Linked DNA regions of Canis lupus: region 2 is linked to region 1. The links are chromatin contacts, called in public Hi-C maps. All regions are on one chromosome and are shown on one strand. The core of a region is the stretch at or near the end of the contact, and the rest is flanking DNA. Distances in the headings are between cores, read along the strand shown. Region 1 holds the start of VIT (vitrin). Region 2 overlaps VIT (vitrin).

Region 1 (3,345 bases), core at 836-3,335:
TTATACACGTGGGCACAAGTAACATCCCGGAGGCCACAAAACATTTATTTTGAAATCAATGACTCCTTCCTGTGTAATCTGTTTTTGAATACATGGGGTGGGGGGACGATTACATTTCTATAGAGCTCTTCATGTTTCCAAACCCTTTGGAACTGAGTAATCAGTATTGGACCTCATGACCACCCTGGAAGAGGTGTGGGCAGACATTGCTATTTCTGCTTTTCTGATGGGAAAACAAAAACCAAGAGATGCCGCACACCTTTCCCAAGGTAACACAGCCAGGTAGTGACAGAACTGTTACCTGGCTTGGACCAGTGCGCCCAACCCTACTACTTTTCTGTGTACCAATATGTCATACAGGAATTACAGATGAGAAAAGCACAAGCATTCCCAATGCTATTCATAAGCCATTTTAAACCCCATGTATTTTTTTTCTGAAAGAAACTATTATTCATGTAATCAGTAAGTTGGCAAAAAAGATAACTAGATTTTCCAAGTGATATTCATAAAGTAAATGCTATTTCAGGATAGATACTAAGCATTTCCAATGTTCCTTAGGTGTTTCCTTTCCATGGTAAAGTGTAAGATATATTTAAATCAAGCTTAGTCTGGGAAACTAGCACATTGCAATTAAAAATGCAGCCCTTTAGTCTTGCAATTCTCTGTCAAAAGCCCTTTCACAAAAGAGGGTATTTTAATTCAAAAAATAAAAGACAGACACTTCCAGCTTTCTTTACCGGAGGAGGCATAGCTACCATTTGCAGCTAACACATATAACGAGAAAATACACAAACAAATAGCGTCTGATCTTGCTTTGCTATGGGGTGTTTTCATCTTTCAAGAGACGAGGGAAAAACAACCTCAGAACTTTACCACCAAAACTTCCAAATTTATTGCAACACAACGTAATGGCAAAATGCTATTTTCTTAGCGCTCACATTTTTGAATAACCACCATGGCCAAGAATGCCTGGTTTTATTTTTACAATAAACCCAAAGAAAATCTGGAATTCTACTCTCAATCTGGGGATGGCAAAGATGCCTGGGTTTTTTGGAGCAAACCATTGAGGCTAACTGTTCAATCTTATCCTCTCTGTTTAACCTGTGCTTGAGGCATTTATTTCATGTTTATACTGGTTTGACACAAATCATGCTTAAAAGAGATTTCGTACCCGGTTTCCCTGTGCAAAGTTGAGCTACAATAGTAGACTTAACAATGCCAACCCTTTCTGGGGCTTATCAGTTAAAGAAGCATTCAGCCTAAGAAAATACTTCTAGTGGAAACAAGATACAGAATTGTACATCTAGCCACATTCCACTGAGATCTGTCTGAGAGAAGTTTAGATCCACGCTAAATAATTTCTCTTCATTTAGCATCAATGAATCCCTTTCTTGCACTGCTTTTCATCCATTGTTGGAAGCAATTTGTTACATTGCTATCATATTCCATAGAGGAAGCAAGGTATAAAAACGGGCAGCAGAATAAAGAGACTTAGGTCATACTTTTCAACTTATTTTAACCATCATTAAATTGGTTTAAAAATATGTTCAAAAATTTTATTCTGATCTTATCTCAGCACAATTTAGTTATAGTTGATATACATAATATTAGTCATTTACAAGGATGTCAATTACCCCCACTCCCCTCCCAATTCTCCTAAGACTAAAGTTTGTACAGACTGATGACTTGGTCAAGGTATACATTGTAGTTTCTTAAAGATAAATACACTTTAAAGTTTTTATAATAAGGAATGGAAAGCAAACTATCTACATAGCTTAGTAATTCATCAGACATACCTTGTTTGAAGAAAGCAATTTTTTTTCAAAAATTTTCCACCACACAGAATGGATAGCCTTTTTTCCTTAAGCTTTTCTGCATCACAAATTCCATCCAAATTATTCTAAAGAAGAAACAAGGAGAGGTCCAAGCAACTTTTCTCTTTTCTCAGAGGAGCTAATCAAACATTCCCATCAACCTCTCAGCACTTTGAAAAGCACATTTAGCCACACACACACACACACACATGCACATGCTCACACACACACACACTCTCACACACTGCTTCTCACACTGGTTTTAGTGCTGAATTAGGCGGTCCTCTTTCAAATTTCCACTCCCACTTGCTTTTCTTTGGGGTAAGGATTTCTAAATATTCGTTTCTAGCCTAAAGCACACATTTTCAGTAAGCAAATTCTATAATTAGAAATTCTAAAAAGCAGAAGAGACGTGCCTAGAAAAAATGGGAAATAAAAAGTAGGCTTTAAAAAGGACTTAAGGGCAATTAAATTTTCTCTTTCTTTTTCAAATGCTAGTGAGCAGCTGATTAAACTGCATAAGGAAAGAACACTGTGCCAATACCACCAAACTGGTCCTACTGGACTCTCAGTCTTGGAGTTGAAAACACTTTTCCTACATAGTAATGTTATTTATTTATTTTTTTCTTTGTTTAGCTTGCTTAGGTCCTTTCTGCATTTTGGCAAGCTTAATGAAATGACTGTAGCCCATGCTGCTAGTAACGGGACACAAGATAAGAATAGTGGAAGGCAAAACCTGACTCATGTTTCAAAAAACTGATGGTGGCGAGCTTACATCATAAGTGAAATCTGCCGATTTTAGTTATTATTGGTATCACCGATTAAACTGAAGGGATTCAGATGCAAAACATATATCAGCATATCACACCATTAAAACACACACACACACACACACACACACAGAAATGCACATCTGGCACTCCTGGAGATTCAAATGTGTATCACCCTAACAGAGCATCTTCTCTCCAGCAGGGCGGGAGGTAGCACAGAGCCATTCCTCCTCCTGCTGGGGAATATGCACTCACGCAGCCCCAGAGGAGAATCCTCCCTCCCAGCAGCCCTACCTGTGGGCTCTGAGATAGTTCCTTATTTAAGATTAAGGTTGGAGGGATCCCTGGGTGGCGCAGCGGTTTGGCGCCTGCCTTTGGCCCAGGGCGCGATCCTGGAGACCCGGGATCGAATCCCACGTCGGGCTCCTGGTGCATGGAGCCTGCTTCTCCCTCTGCCTATGTCTCCGCCTCTCTCTCTCTCTGTGTGTGTGACTATCATAAATAAATAAATTTAAAAAAAAAAAAAAAAAAAATTAAAAAAAAAAAAAAAACTTTTAAAAAAAAGATTAAGGTTGGAATGCTATTTAGCTTTTTTCCCCTCCATTTGGTTCTGCCTTTAAATTATTTCTTAATCCTATTTCTTCCTCCAAAAAACCCTGGGCCTAAGACCATTGGCAGTTAAGAATGGTGCTGCCACACATGGAGGATGTCTGGCTTCTACCATCAGGGAGTCAGGGAAGGTTCAGATGAAATGGCAGCCC
Region 2 (3,421 bases), core at 373-2,872, 70 kb before region 1:
CAGAGGCAGCACAAAGGTGTTATGAAGCCTCTTGAGGACACCAACGATAGCTGTTTCTCTCCTTCTGTCCCTTCCTCCTCTCCCACCTCCCCAGCTCAGAAACCCGAACTCGGAGGGCCTAATGAGCCCAGCAGTTTCGCTGCATGCTGCAGTGATTAACACACTAGAAAGAAGTGATGTTTCCCTTTGTATGATGGAGATGCCAGGCTGTTTTGAAAGGCAGACTGTGTTCGTGCACATTCAGATTTCACGGTGAGAACGGAGTTTAATTTGGCTCAGCCATTACCCAGGTGTGTGATCTTAAACAAGCTGCACACCTTCTGTGAGCCTTAATTTCTTTGAATAACATTAGCAGGTTGGATGAGATGATCTCCCAGTTCAAATTTATGATTTAGAGTTTAAACCTTTGGCTTCTTTAGCCTTATTTCTCTATCGCCACCTACTGGCAAAAACCTGTCCTTTCCCTACAGGAACAACAACAAATGACCCCCCCCCCCCACCCCAAAACCCTGGAGGGCTGGTGGTGTCTCAGTTTTCACCTGAAGCTTTCAGTCCCCTCAAAGGCTGCAGAGAATCAGAATGCCCAACGTATTTCAGCAGGGGTCTCCACGCCCTCACATCCTGTCCTGCGAGCTGGTCCTTCTGTTGGTGCCGCTTCTATTTATTTGGGACAAGTATGAACCAAATCATTTTTCTCCAAAAGCTGAGGGCTGACAAATATTTGGACAGCTGAGGCTTGGTGTTTTTGGACTTGGTAGTAACGGCACGTAAGTTTGTGAGAACACTTACATTCTGGTGTCAGGAGGAACCAGGTGATGTGAGGATAAAAGGCGTGAGAAGGCCCATCCGGTGCCTACAGAAACCCAGCCAGGAGCTGGGGGGCACTCGCCACCTTCTCCGACCTTTAGTTTTCTCCTGTGTAAAGCTGAGGTCATCAGCACTTATCCTGCCCTGCCTCCCATGGAGGGAAAAGTGTAAGGTAGTCTTACAACACAGGGACTTATTTTTGTGGCAGTCCTCTCTTGGTCATCTCGTTGATACTATCAGTGTCTAAGAGGTGCCGGCTCTGAAGGATTCCCGTGGTAAGAACGTAGAACCATTAACAGGGAGAGCGTGCTTAGTGTCAGGCAATGACCAAGCACTTTGCAAGGTTAAGTCACAATAACCCTGTGAGTCAGGTTAGAACTATGACCCCCATTTTAGAGGTGAGGAAACATGCACAGGGAGAGATGGAGCTGAATTGGAAGGCTGGGATCTGGAGCCCGTGATTAACCACCACCTGTTTGTCACACAGGAGTGAGGGCCACTTTAGCATGTCAGGGTACTGGGGTAGGCCCTGAAGAGAAACCACAACTCAGACTAAAGGAGAGGGCCCAAAATCCCTGCTTTGAGACCCTGAAGGTGACCTTTGCACTGATTACAGCTTCTGTTCCCTGCACATCTGGAAGCCACCAGCCCGGGACCCAAGCGGGAGCCGCAACACATGGCCCTTAGGCCTCTAAAGTTTTATGGGGCAGAAGCACAGGTGGCCCTTCAGCCCCCTGGTTCTCCCTGCCCCCACCTGGAGATTCCCCTGGAGTGGGGGTGTGAGGAGGTGGCAGTCTGAGAAGCAGCAGGCTTCTGGAGCTGGGGTACCTCCACACCTCTGGCCCTTCAGCCTGGCTTCCTGCCCTGGGCCACACGTTTCCTTTGGACAACTCTCTCTTGCTATAGTGGAACGGCGGGTGCTCAGAGAGCAGCTGGCTGTGCCAAAGGCGTCACCGTGCCCACGGCCTATTGCACAGGGGCTATCAGAGAGGGCTGAGGATAGGCCGCGGGTTCTGGGCGTGAGCTGTCATCCCTGAGAAGCATCCGTGGTCCTGGGTTTACACACAGGTTACCCTCCAAGCTCAGTGGGGGATACTGGTTTGGGACCTGGCAGTCTTTTCTCATGTAAACATTAACTCCATGGTTCGCTTTCCAGGCTAGTGAAGCTTATTTGATCAAATACGGTAGCATGAAGCAGAATGGTTCGGAGGAAAAGTCACTGCATTCTAACTGAAGCCATCGGGAGCACCCTTCCCTCCCCTGGGGAATATAGCAGGGGCAGCCATGCTAGCAAGGTGGCCTCTGTCCCCGCCCAGAGGGCTTGGAGGAGGGGGTAGGATCTGGCAGTGGGGGCTAGAGGGGGCAGTGGCCTTGCCGATGACTGCAGAAGACCAGAATATGGGAACTTCTACCCGTAGAGGCACAATTCTAGGATCTGAAAATATCCAGTTCATCTTTGTAGTTCTAACCCACAGCACAGTGCCTGACATACAGCATGCTCAGTAAATATACATATTTCAAATTGTAGAACAGTTCCTCTGCAGTGGGGGTGGTGGCTTAAATTGGAGGTGTGTGAGGTTACATCTGTGGGCAGAAGGCACAGCAGGAAGGGTAGCAGGAATCATTCGTTGGTTTTAAGTCTGGTGTCCTGCGGAGCAGAGGATGAAGTGTTGAGGTCAATGACTACCTCATTAGGTCCATATATAGCTGCTTGTATCTGTTAATTGGTTGCCCTAAACACAGATGAGGTATTTAGTGGGGCTCATGAGATTTGGTCCAATGAGGTGTATTTTTATCAGTGATAAGAATAGAAGCAAGCGGCATGTTAATCAATTTTGTGGATGACAGAAAAGTTGGAAGGGTAGTTAATACACTAAATGACAGAATTAAGATTCATGGAGATTGCAAGAGATGAAACTAATGGAGAATTTCATAGTGATAAGTGTGATGTTCTAAGTTGGGTTCAAAAACTCAACTGCACAAAAGTGGGATTGGTGTGACCCACTTCTCTAGAAGTGCAAGAGAAAAAAGTCCTGGTGACTTGAGTCATCGCCAGTTCAGGAGGAGATGAACTGATGGGTTGACAGGACATCTCCCAAATGCAACTTGGGTTGTTTTAGTGGAGGCAGGTTAGGCTGAGAGAGGCAGTTCCCTGGCACACAGCCCCTGTGGCATCATGACCTGCTCTGCCTTATTCTGAGTCATGAAAGGACTGTAGTGTAGCTAACTGGGTGTACCACCAGTCACAGAAGGACCTGTGGGAGGAACTGGAGACATTTATCCTAGAAAAGATGAGCCCTAAAGGTGGACATGAAAGCTTCTTTCGTATATTTGAAAGGCTCTCAAATTCATGCTCTTAAAAATAATCGAAGACTCCAAAGGGCTGTTGTTTGTGGGGGTCATATCTATTGTTTTTAATCATGTTAGAAATTGAAATAATGCATTCTTTCATTTGAAAAAAATATTAACTATTTTCCCATTTAAAAATAGAGCTATTGTGTTTTAACATACTTTCTATGGAAATAGCTGTTATTTAAAAACAATTTGGTAAGAAGGGTAACAATTTTCTTCAATGTCTGGCATAATAAAAGACTGCCCAAATCTGATATCTGTT

The links. A called contact is a pair of places that touch in the nucleus more often than the background predicts.
Region 2: a contact with region 1 is called in a Hi-C map of amygdala, with 1.9 times the contacts expected there. The contact joins the enhancer-like site here to the promoter of VIT in region 1. A contact is called at or near these places in 2 of 9 Hi-C or Micro-C datasets (amygdala and skin fibroblasts).

Annotation. Positions count from the first base shown.
Region 1 is chr17:29,300,717-29,304,061 of UU_Cfam_GSD_1.0, reverse strand. It overlaps VIT (vitrin), which reads right to left and starts at 2,085. Exons shown (of 16, transcript XM_038561262.1): 1 at 1,797-2,085.
Region 2 is chr17:29,369,757-29,373,177 of UU_Cfam_GSD_1.0, reverse strand. All of the region lies in intron 8 of VIT (vitrin), which reads right to left. Among named protein-coding and RNA genes, the nearest start is that of VIT, 69 kb to the right of the region's middle. Within about 2 kb of position 1,622, at least 3 of the 20 cell types and tissues checked have an H3K27ac peak or open chromatin away from gene starts, as enhancers often do.